Linked DNA regions of Callithrix jacchus: region 2 is linked to region 1. Evidence: chromatin contacts called from public Hi-C data. All regions are on one chromosome and are shown on one strand. The core of a region is the stretch at or near the end of the contact, and the rest is flanking DNA. Distances in the headings are between cores, read along the strand shown.

Region 1 (5,568 bases), core at 811-3,310:
GTGCCAGCCATGGCCATCCCTTTTATCAGAAAAGCAAGCCCTGACTGTGTGCGGTGGCTCACACCTGTAACCAATGCTTAGGGAGGCAGACTTGGGGGGATCACTTTGAGACCAGCCTGGGCAACATGATGAGACCCCATTTCTACAAAAAAATTTCTTAAATGCTGGGCATGGTGGTGTACACCTGTGGTCCCAGCTACTCAGGAGGCTGAAGCAGGAGGATCACTTGAGGCCGGGAGGTTGAGGCTACAGTAAGCCATGCAACAGAGCCTGGGCAACAGAGTGAGACCCTGTCTCAAAAAAAAGAAAACCAAAAGCATCCAACAGACTTCCCCAGACTGAGTTACAAAGCCACCCTCGTTGCAAAGGAGGCTGAGAATGTGAGTAGCCAACTGTCAGATTCCAAAGACAGAGACACAAAGAGCCGAGGATGGCTATTGGGTGAGCAGCTGTGAGCCACAGTTATCCACTTATTATATATGAAGCACCTACTGTGTGCACATGGTATCTTCTAGAAGCTTTCCATACGTCATCTTGTCCTCACAATGGCTCTGCAGGGTTTTATGTTGACAGAAGGAGAAGCAGATGCTCTGAGATGAATAGCAATAACCACGTTGATAACAGTGACCCTAACCTGCACCTGAGTCCATGCACAGCATATACCAAGGACAGTGCATATACCACGTTACACTCCTCCTCTCGGTGATCCTCACTAGGCCCTCTCAAGGTAGCAGGAGAATCTCCGTCCTGCAGATGAAAGAGTACGGGCAGCCTAGGCGCCCTGACTCCGAGTCCTGAGTTCACCCGTCCCCAGACCCTGCCGAATGTGGCCTGTGGCCTAGCAGACCCTGGGGTCCCTGCTTCCAGTGCCACCAGTTCTTGTCCAACAGTGAGGGTGGCAGAGCCGGCAGCCAGATGGGCTCCTGCACTTTACCACTGGGAGGTCAAGTTGCCCAAGATCCCTCTTGGAAGGAAACTGAGCTCAACAACTAACACTTAGTAGAACTTAGAACAAGCCTGGAGCTCAGCGCTTCACACCAACTGCATTAATTATTCCTCACAACAATCCTGTGAGATCATGGGCATCAATAACCTCCATTTTCAGATGAGGAAGCTGGGTCACAGAGAGATCAAGCAGCTTGTCCAAGTTCACACAGCTAGTAAAGTGGCAGGGCCAGAACTGGAACCCAGGAAGCCTGGCTTCTGAATTCATGCCTGTGAAATTTTCACTGTGGCAGTTCCTGCCTGAATCTGTTTTACTTATTTATTTAAGCAAATAAATCATATTTATTTTATTTATAAAATAAATAAAAATTATCCTTTATTCTTGTTTCCCGGGAGAATTCGATCTGGCTCCCAACATAGGCTCAGGATAGCTAAGGTCAAAATGAGAGCAGAACCTACATCAAGAGAGAGGAAGGCAGTTGTTCCTGAAACCAGAGGACAAGATACTCTTAGTAGCTAAGGGCTAACTTGGGCACCGAGCTTCCTGGCAGTCAAGGCGAAAGTGGAAAATAATGGATTTTGTAAATGAAAAGCAGCTTGTTTGGCTATGAGACTGGAGACCAGCAATTAAGGGAGGGAAATTCCTTTCCCGGCAAAATGGATGTGGGATCAGGTCTTCATTTCTGCCTTATGGCACTGGAGCTTCCTTAGGACACAGTGATATAATCAGGGTGGAGTAGAAGCCGGCCCAGGTGAGCTGATTCCTATGACTCAGAAGCTGGATGCCTCTGCAGGGGTCTCGGGCAGTCTACCCTCTCACCCCATATGATTCACCATCTCACAGTAATAAAGATAGCACCCACCGAGTGGGCAGCAACCACATGCCAGGAGCTGAGCTAGAAATTTGAGCTGAAATACACGTGTGAAATTTACAAACATTTTCCATTTGAAGAAACTGAGGCCCAGGAAAGCAAAGTGTCTTTCGGCCACTGACACATACAGCTTGGATGCATCAGAGTGGGGATTTCCATCCTGATCCCTTGGACCCAAGGCCCATGCCTCCCTGTACACCACGCTGCCCTCCCAAGGGCTGCTTAAGTCTGCTTGGCTGACGATGAGGAGCTTAGCCTTAGAGCTGTCCTATCAGCCCCAGTCCCGGACTTGTTCGGAGATGTGGGTTTCCTGACCCCCGCCAGGCTCTGTGCTTGTACCCCGCCCCCATTTTTCCCTTTAGAGCCCACACCCCACACCCCCTAGTCCCACTGTGCCTCACCTTAGCCCACCACCACTTTTTCTGGAAGGCAGGGGGAAATTTTCTGGCTTTGCGAGGAAATTCTGGTGCCACTGTATCGCCCAAGTTGGAATGAATGATTTATTTTTTTCTTTCCCAGCGTGTTGTAAATCTCAGTGGAAGACTAAACACACTGTCGGTGGTGTTTATTCTGGCAGACAGGGCTTGGCAGGGGGTGGGGCTCATTTGAGCCTAAGGAAGAAAGGCCTTTTGAAAGGAGATAGGGCTCCCAGGCAGGTGGGTGGGAGTGACCTGCTGTGGTCTGCAGGCAGCCCCTCTGTTCTTCCTTCCCCTGTCACCCGCAGCCACTGTTCTCAGAGCAGCATTGGGGAAGTTGGGGACCTTGGCATGGCATGTGACCTGTGGAGCCTTGGGTTCTGCTTCTATAAACTGAGAATAAACCTGCTTCTCCCTGCCCTGCCACCCACGTTGAAGCGAACACAGACTGTGGCACTTATAAAAATGCGGAGCGGTGGCCAAGGGCCTCGGCTGTGGAACCACTGCTTTGACATCCTGAGCGTGCTACTCAGCCTCCCTGTGCTCCGTTTCCTCATTTATCAAACTAGTGACAATGCAGGCCCCCGTCCCTTCTCTGCAATTTGGAAATCCAAAGAACACCTTGGAAACCAAAAGTAGCATTTGCAGCTCATTTGGTGGCAAAATTGAACCTGAGGGGAAGCAAGGCTGTGTATGGCCTTTGCCTACCCCATACGGGTGTCCCTGGGGAAATAGGAACAGGAGTGATTGCAGGCTGCTGCCCCGGCCCCGCTGGGGGATGTGATCTATCCCCTCCAGGCCCTTTCTGCAATGTGATCCTGTCTGCCAGAGCCTGCAGGGGCTTTGGATGAAGAGCACTGGCGTAGGGGAAGGGCATTATGCGGCACCCGGCCCGAGGCGATGTTGCTGGCATCATTACCAGTGCTTATTACTATTGCCCCCGTTATTCACTTCATGAAGGCCTGGTAAGGGCTCAGTAGGTGGCAGCTGTTCCTGCTGCCCTCAGAGTCACCAGAGCAAGGGCAGTGGGATTTGGGCATGGCCCAAGATCCCTCCAGCTGTTTCCTCATTTGCTTGTTTATCCAGCCTCTGTTTGGTGGTCAGAGCCCAGCTCTGGGATTCAGGGGCCCTGTGTCTTAGTGTGGGCTCTGCCGCTGTTTGCTGCGTGGCTTCAGATAAGTTGTCCCGCTCCTCTGATCCACAGGTGAGCTCTTGGGCCGTGCCCAGCGCAGGCAGTCAAGAATTCTGACTTATTCTCTCTAGACAGTGGGGGTGGGGGGTGAGATGGAAGCAAGTGCAGGTTACCCTTTCTGGTGGTGTGTGGGTGCTGAGCTGGATGCCCTTGGCCTGCGGTACCTCTGCTAGCCAGGCCCCTGAGGCTCTGAGAATAATCAGACTCAAGCAGAAGCTGCTGGCACGGAAGGGGCTCACTTGGCCTGGCTGAGAGCCAGAGGTGGGGGCCATGACAGTGGCAGTGCCTGGCCAGACAACTCCCCAGAGATGTTGTTCAGGAGATCTGCGATTTCCTTCTTGTCGTCCTCTCTCTCACCCCGAAAGCCCCCAATTGCTGGTGCGCACATACCCTCATGTGCGATACACAGGTGGCCAGATGGGTTCCTTGTTACTTGGGGACAGTGTGGCTCTCGGTGAGCTGTCTGCTTGCTGGATTAGCACTTCCTGATTCTCTGGCTTGGGGTTCTCTTGTGAGGGGCATGGAGAGGAAGGACAGCTAGAGCCTGGGATAGGGAGAGGGCCTTTCTCTTCCCTGTTGAGAGGAGAATGAGAGAGTCCAGGCTGCCCCTCTGGAAAAGGATTATGGAGAGACGTGGTCCAGAGTCTCTCAGGCACATGCCAGTCACTGGCTCTGGATTCTGGGATAGCTAGTTATGTGGTTTGCAGCCAGGTTTGCAGGGCAGATGCAGCTGGTCACAGGCTCAATGCCCTGGCCACCCCCTTTATGGCCAAGGGCCCTCATTTCCTATCAGGGCACTGGGACGAAGCCTCCGAGCTGGTGTCTCTGTATTCTAGCGAAGCATTTGGCAGCATCTCCTGTGGGAAACCTGGAGAGGACAGGAAGATGTGGGTCCAATTCGTGCATTTGTACCTCATTCTTAGGGGTGATTTGACACCTTAAAGAGCATGGCGAGAGGTCTGCACAGCAGACCAAGGGCTGGGCACAAGAGCCTGGAAAGTTACTCTGGAGATGTAGTCTGGTCTCAAGTAGCTGGATGATGTGCCCTTCGAGAGAGGGATTTGATTTGTTCCTGTGGTCCTGGCTGGGACTTGGGTAGCCAGGAGAAGAGGAGGATGTGAACTAATACAAGTGGGCAGAAGTCATTTGAGCACAACTTTAATTGTATCAACATACTCAGGAGGCTGAGGCAGGAGGATCACCTGAGGAATGTGGAGGCTGCAGTGAGCTGAGATCACAACACTGTACTCCGGCCTGGGCAAAAGGCTGGTGGGGCCTCCCTAGCTCCATGGAGACATAGAAGTAATTTTCCCCAAGTAGCAGAACTTCTTCGAGACAGTGGATTTCTGCAGGGCAGACAGAAGCAATGGAGTGGTCCCTGGTGGGATGGAGGGAGATCACGAATGTCTGCTCCTGCTACCTCCTGCTCTTTGTCTCGGTAGCTACCTGATTGCCAGGGTGACCTCCCTGCACTCCCAGCACAAGCCTCTGCTGGAGTCCCAGGGTATCAGCTCCAAGCTGAACCAGCCCCTGCAGCCATGGTCCCCATGGCCCACCTGTGTCCTTCAACCACATTCTGGACTGAAAGATGTTGTGATGTTTCCATGGAAACCACCCATCTAGGTGGAAACCACCCAGCCTCCATCACCTTCTCATTTCACGGGCCTGGGAGAGAAACAGGAAAGTCCAGGCTGCTGTGACAGCCGCACTGAGGTCTAAACAGAGCCTCGGCACAACGTGTCATGAGGAAGCTGGGCGGGTGGGGAAGGATGTGGGAGGCAGGCTTTCCGAACAGATGCTTCTGAGGAAACCCTCCTTTCCACACCTCAGGGATCAATCACCCACTGGGGTTGAGAGGTGCAGCTGAGACGTCAGGGCAGAGAGACCTCAGATCTGCCGGCAGGCAGCCCCAGCTACGTGACTCAGGCAGACCACTTAGCATTTCTGGCCCTGGTTAAAACTGGGTATGGCCATGTGGTTTAAATGCCAGTAAAGCTTAATAGGTAGAAACCTGGGGTCTGAAATCAGCCAAGCCTGGATACAAACCTCAGTTCTTCCACCTGTGGCCTGTGTGACCTTGGGCAAGTTAGTTAACCTCTCTGGACCTGTTTTCTGCATCTCTAAGATGAGGGAATGGGGTGAA
Region 2 (5,568 bases), core at 964-3,463, 490 kb after region 1:
AGAAGAATTGAGAAGTAGGTGCAATGATAGCAGTGAGGGCTGCTGCTAACATCAGGAGACCAAAGCTTTTTTTTTTTTTTTTTTAAGCATCATAAAATGGCATCATCTGGCAGATTGTGAATGCATCAACACGACCTTCATTAATTATACTATTTAATGAAGTCAGAAAATCTATCACATTTCTAAAAATAGTTCCATCCAAAGGCTTAAATGAAATTTGAAAGTTAAAGTAATTAAGAGCAATCCCTCAGCCATACAGATTCACTAATTGTCGCCAAAATCTGAGTGACTGAGACCTCTTTGTACCTTTCAGAACCTTGTCCTAGACATCAGAGTGATGGGTGATCCTCACACTCACCCCATGAGAAAAAAATAGGCAGAGGGGCCACCCCATGTCACAGGTGAAGAAACTTATGCTCAGCTTTTCATAGCCTGCCCAGATAGCTCTTCATTTACAGAGTTAGAGAGGGAGCCCAGGTCTCCTGACTGACAGCTCTGAACTCTCAGTCCTTCTGTCTGCCTCTTCTTTCCTCCCTCCCCTTCTCAAGCCACACTCACCCATAGGTGCTCATCATCTGCAGCTTCTGCTGATTGGCTGGTGAGATCACTCTGAGCTGCAGCCCTCTCTTCCATAGGTCCAGAGTATGTTGACATCACAGAGGTTATTTGCATACCTATCAGCCAATCAACAGTTTCCCATCCTCAAATGGGCATTTCCTCTCTTTATGGAACTAAGCCTTCTCACTGGGACTGAGCTCCTAACAGTCACAACAGAAACTGCCTTTTATTGAACACTTACTATGGGCCAGGACTGTGCTATATATTTTGCATATTTTCTCTCAATGAATGTGCCCAATAACCGACTGAGGTAGGAACTAGGTTAGTCCCACTTCTCAGAGAAGAAACTTCCAAAGTGTAAGCATTTGCCCAGGATCTTACAGACAATAAGAAGCAGAGATGGAATCTGCACTCAGGGATATAAATATAAATGCTGGGCTCTTAACCAGCTCTAGCACCTTCCAACAGAGGGACAAGTGTTGAGGACTTTCACTAGGGAAAGCAGATTCTCCCTTTCCCCACACTTCCTGCACCTCAGTCACCTTACTGGGCTGAGAGGTGTGCTGTTCCATCAGAGGAGGGAGCTAAGGAGAACTTGCAGCTAGGGAGGGGGTGCTGCCATGCTGCTGAGCAGAGAATTGCCCGGTCTTCAGACCTGGGAGGTCTCCTTCAAGTGTCAAAAGAAGGTATTTGGCTGGGCATGGTGGCTCACGCCTGTAATTCTAGCACTTTGGGAGGCTGAGGTGGGTGGATCACGAAGTCAGGAGTTTGAGACCAGCCTGGCCAATATGGTGAAACCTGGTCTCTACTATAAATACAAAAGTTAGCTGGGCCTGGTGGTGCATGCCTGTAATCCCAGCTACTTGGGAGGCTGAGGCAAGAGAATCGCTTGAATCTGGAAGGTGGAGGTTGTAGTAGGCGGAGATCACACCACTGCACTTCAGCCAGGTGACAGAGCAAGACTCCGTCTAGGGAAAAAAAAAAAAAGGTTGGGTGCGGTGGCTCACACTTGTAATCCCAGCACTTAGGGAGGCCAAGGCAGGGGGATCACAAGGTCAGGCAATCGAGACCATCCTGGACAACATGGTGAAAAGTGTCTCTACTAAAAATAACAAAAATTAGGCAGGCATGGTGGCGTGCACCTGTAGTCCCAGCTTCTCGGGAGGCTGAGGCAGGAGAATCACTTGAACCCAGAACGCCGAGATTGCAGTGAGCTGAGATTGCGCCACTGCTCTCCAGCCTGGCAACAGAATGAGACTCCGTCTCGAAAAAGTTTTTTAAAAAGATATTCAGGGCTGAGAGCTAGAGGCTGTGTGGAGCCACAGCCTCATTGCTGAGAGCCTGTGTGACCTGGGCCCATGTGTGATTAATGATCCCCAAGGGCTCTTCCTGTCTTAGTTTCTGCAAGGCTGACTTTCCAGAGGGTGGAGTTGGCAGATACCAGCTGGACACTGATAAGGGAAAACTAAAGCTCAGCCTCACAGCCCTCCCCCAGGGCAGGCATGAAGGGAAGCACCCCAGCTGGGGCCCCAACACTGCCCTCTGCGATCCAGCCACTCCCAGGAAGGGAGTAGAAAAGCACCAACATCCTCTGCATGAGCCTCCCTCGCACCCCACCACAGCTTCCTTCCCCCATGCCACCCCAGTCCATTAGGTCCAGACACCCGGTCACATACACCCTGGGCCCTCAGCCCTGGGTGGCCACCCCAGTGGATGCTAGAAATGCCAGGCAAGCCTCTGCCCACAGAACGTGGTGCCTGGCCCATTGCACGGGGGCAGCCAAGTCATCAGTTCGATGCCCAAGCAGTCAGGGTGGGTTTCCCAGGAACAGCAGCAATTGGGCTGGGCTTGCCAAGCAGGTTAGTATGAACTGGTTGACCATGAAGGGGACAGCAGGCGTGATGTACAGAACAGCAGATGCAGAGAGATGGGCAGAACGGTTCACCTGGCGTGGTAAGGCCCACTTACTGTGTGCGCAGGAGCTGACTCAGAGTGTGATGAGGGTAACAGAGAACCCAAGTCTCCTTCCTCCCAGCCCAGTGCTCATCTAAGCGTGAGCCCTAGCCTTGCATTTTCATTCTCTTGTCTGGTCATCACTGGACAGTTGCCTCTGCCATGTCTACTGGACAAGACTGAGGATGGTCACCAGCAGCTTTCCTCGGCATCCCTCCCCAAAGCCCAGAAACCCTGACCACCCGCCAGGCCCCCTCCTCCCGGGACCTAGAGCCCAGTCTGGACTCTGCAGTTGATCCTTTAACGCCATCTGGTGGTAGAAATATGAAACTACAGCAAGTGGGGAGCGTGGTGAAGGACGAAAAGTTGGAGGAGGATAAGGAGGAAGATGAAGGAAGATGGGAAATGAGGACGAGAAAAGAATTTGTATAGCCTGCATGGATCGCCATGTGCCTTGGTAGAGACAGACAAATCTAGGCCCTGCCCTTTTGCAGCTTTGTGATTTTGAGCAGTTCACAGTTCCTCCCTGAGCCTCAGTTTCCCCATCTGTAAGACCAGGACAAATAACCCAAACTTAAGCGTTAACTTTTGGCAGGGTATTGACCAAGAGGGAGCTTGAGGGGACCTTTGAGGATCTCAGAAATAACCTCTGTCTTGATAATCACAAAGTTTAAAAAAGTTATTGAGTTGTAAACTTAAGGTTTGTGTACTTTTACTGTATATATAGAACATACATGCACTGTATATATATTACGTATATAAATTATACCTCAGCAATAAAGTAAACGATAACACCAATCTACCTTTAATGGTGAGGACTAAGTGAAATCACGTAAGAAAGGGGCTTAGCTCAGGACCTGGCACCAAGTAAGGACGCATGAGGCCGATGGTTATCCCTGCTGTCGTCCAGCACTTTCAAATATAGCTGTGCTGCTCTGTTTCGCAATGGCCCTGTAAGTTGACTTACTTTTTATAGCTGAGGGATTGAGGCTCAGTGAAAACTTGCCCCACATGATCTAATTCCGTGCCCTAGAGTTTTTCTCCTGGGCCTAGCCCTCACGCTACGAGAGGCTGAGCAGCGCCCCGAACAACAGAGCAGTGTGGGCAAGCTGGCCCTCAAGGGTCGCAGCACCCAGCAAAGCACCAGACCAAAATGTTGACCACCAGTTCCCAGGAGACCTAGGTCTTTCAGGTGATGAGGCACCAGAGGGGCTTCTCTCAAGAGAGCAGGCATCAGCCGACCAGAAGGAGTGGGGCAGGAAAAGGCAGCAGGGCTGCGCAGGGCACAGGGCCAGACAGGCAGACCTGGGTCTGAATTCAGGCTCCTCTGGATGAAAGTGTGCAAGTTGCTTCTGATCTGGAAAATGGGGATGAAGACATGTGCCCTTTCAGCTGCTCAGGGTTGCTGCGATAGCTGCGTGAGACCATGGAGTGACGACTCTGATTCCCCACTGACCTTACAAAATGGACCAGAGCATCTCCATTTTGCAGATGAGGAAACTGAGGCATAGACACTGCAGACACCACCCAGCTACGACCCATCTCCCATCTGGGACCTCAGCCCTAAGATGAGTCATGGCAGAAAAACAGCCCAGGAAAGAGGAGCAAAGGTTTGGGAGGGAGGCGTCCTAAAACCTGGCCAGCAACCTCAGTGCTGCAGATGACACAGAACCACCCATGTGGCTGAAGGGACAGGGTGGGGCACTTTAGAAACATGACAGGAATATCACCCCAGCCCTGAGGTTAATCCAGATCAGGTACCCAGAGTTGGGTCCTTGGTGCCTGGTGATGTCCAAACAGTTTCCCAGGCCTCCTTCCTCCATGGAGTTCCTGGGACCATCTCCTCCTCCTGCATCCTGGACAGGGGTGATGTAACTCCACCCCATTCCCATCATGGGCCCAGTAGCCCCATGTCTTGGTCTGCTTGGGCAGCTCTAACAAAAATACCATAATCTAGGTGGTTAATAAACAGCAAACATGTATTCCTTATAGTTCAGGGGGTTGGGAAGTCCAAGATCAAGGTGCCCCAGATTTGGTGCCTGGCGAGCCCCACTTTCTCATGGACAGATGGCACCTTCTTGCTGGATCCTCACACGGTAGAAGGGATGAAAGAGCTCCTTCAAACCTATTTCCTAAGGGCACAAACCCCAGTCAGCCGTCCCCATGGCCTAATTGCCTCCCCAAAGCCCCACCTCCCAATACCATCACATTGGTGATTAGGCTTCAACATGGGAATTTGGGGAGCACATATTCAAACCGCAGCACTCCATGATCTACCTGAGTCCACCCAGCCAGTCACAGCCACCAGGTGCTGCAAGATCCTTGAGCTGAACTGGTGGGAACCCTCATCTATCAGAGAGGGAAAGGGGCTTGTCTGAGGCTGCACAGCAGAGCTGGGACTGGAAGCCAGACCTGGGCACGCCAGGCCTAGAGGGGAATCACAGGTGCTCAGGCCTTCTAAAAGCTACCTCATCACTGTGAGAGCGCCTCAGCCTCCAACGCCACGGCTGACTCTGCAGCCCCTCCCTCCAGCCATGGAGGCAGCTGGGCCACCCAGTCCAGGCCCCTCTGGGACAGCCCTTCCCGACAGCCTGGCATGGCCCTGGTCCGCCACCTAGTGGCCACAGCAACCATTGCCAGGACGCTGCCTCAGGCTCTGCTCCCACCTCCCTCTCCCTGGAGGCCACCTCGGCTACAGGGCAGATGAGGAGCCCATGAGTCTTCCCAGAAGCTCTCTGCTCTGGTGAGCAGTATTTCTGAGACCCTACAGAGTGCCTGGTGCTTTACTTCAGGGCCACAGAGGCCTCTCAAGGGGTGAGGATCATGCATCTCTGAGACCACGGAGTCAGGCTGGGCACTCTTCTAACATGATTTCCTTCCGGCAACAAAGAGTTCATGGTACTGAGAAGGCTTTTACTCCGCACTCAGATGTGCAAGGAATCATCCATTTTCACATTTTCTTTCCAGTTTTCTTTCAAGTTCCTCCTCCTGGGCTCAGCCACGACTGAATGTCCCCACCTGGGAGAGCACAGATACGGGCAAGTGTCCATGACCCCA

What was found. A called contact is a pair of places that touch in the nucleus more often than the background predicts.
Region 2: a Hi-C map of induced pluripotent stem cells shows a contact between it and region 1, with 5 times the contacts expected there. The contact joins two enhancer-like sites. A contact is called at or near these places in 3 of 3 Hi-C or Micro-C datasets (induced pluripotent stem cells and skeletal muscle).

Annotation. Positions count from the first base shown.
Region 1 is chr10:109,638,546-109,644,113 of calJac240_pri, forward strand. All of the region lies in intron 7 of CD82 (CD82 molecule), which reads left to right. Among named protein-coding and RNA genes, the nearest start is that of CD82, 44 kb to the left of the region's middle. Within about 2 kb of position 2,061, at least 3 of the 16 cell types and tissues checked have an H3K27ac peak or open chromatin away from gene starts, as enhancers often do.
Region 2 is chr10:110,131,313-110,136,880 of calJac240_pri, forward strand. No RefSeq gene overlaps it. Among named protein-coding and RNA genes, the nearest start is that of PRDM11, 36 kb to the right of the region's middle. Within about 2 kb of position 2,214, at least 2 of the 16 cell types and tissues checked have an H3K27ac peak or open chromatin away from gene starts, as enhancers often do.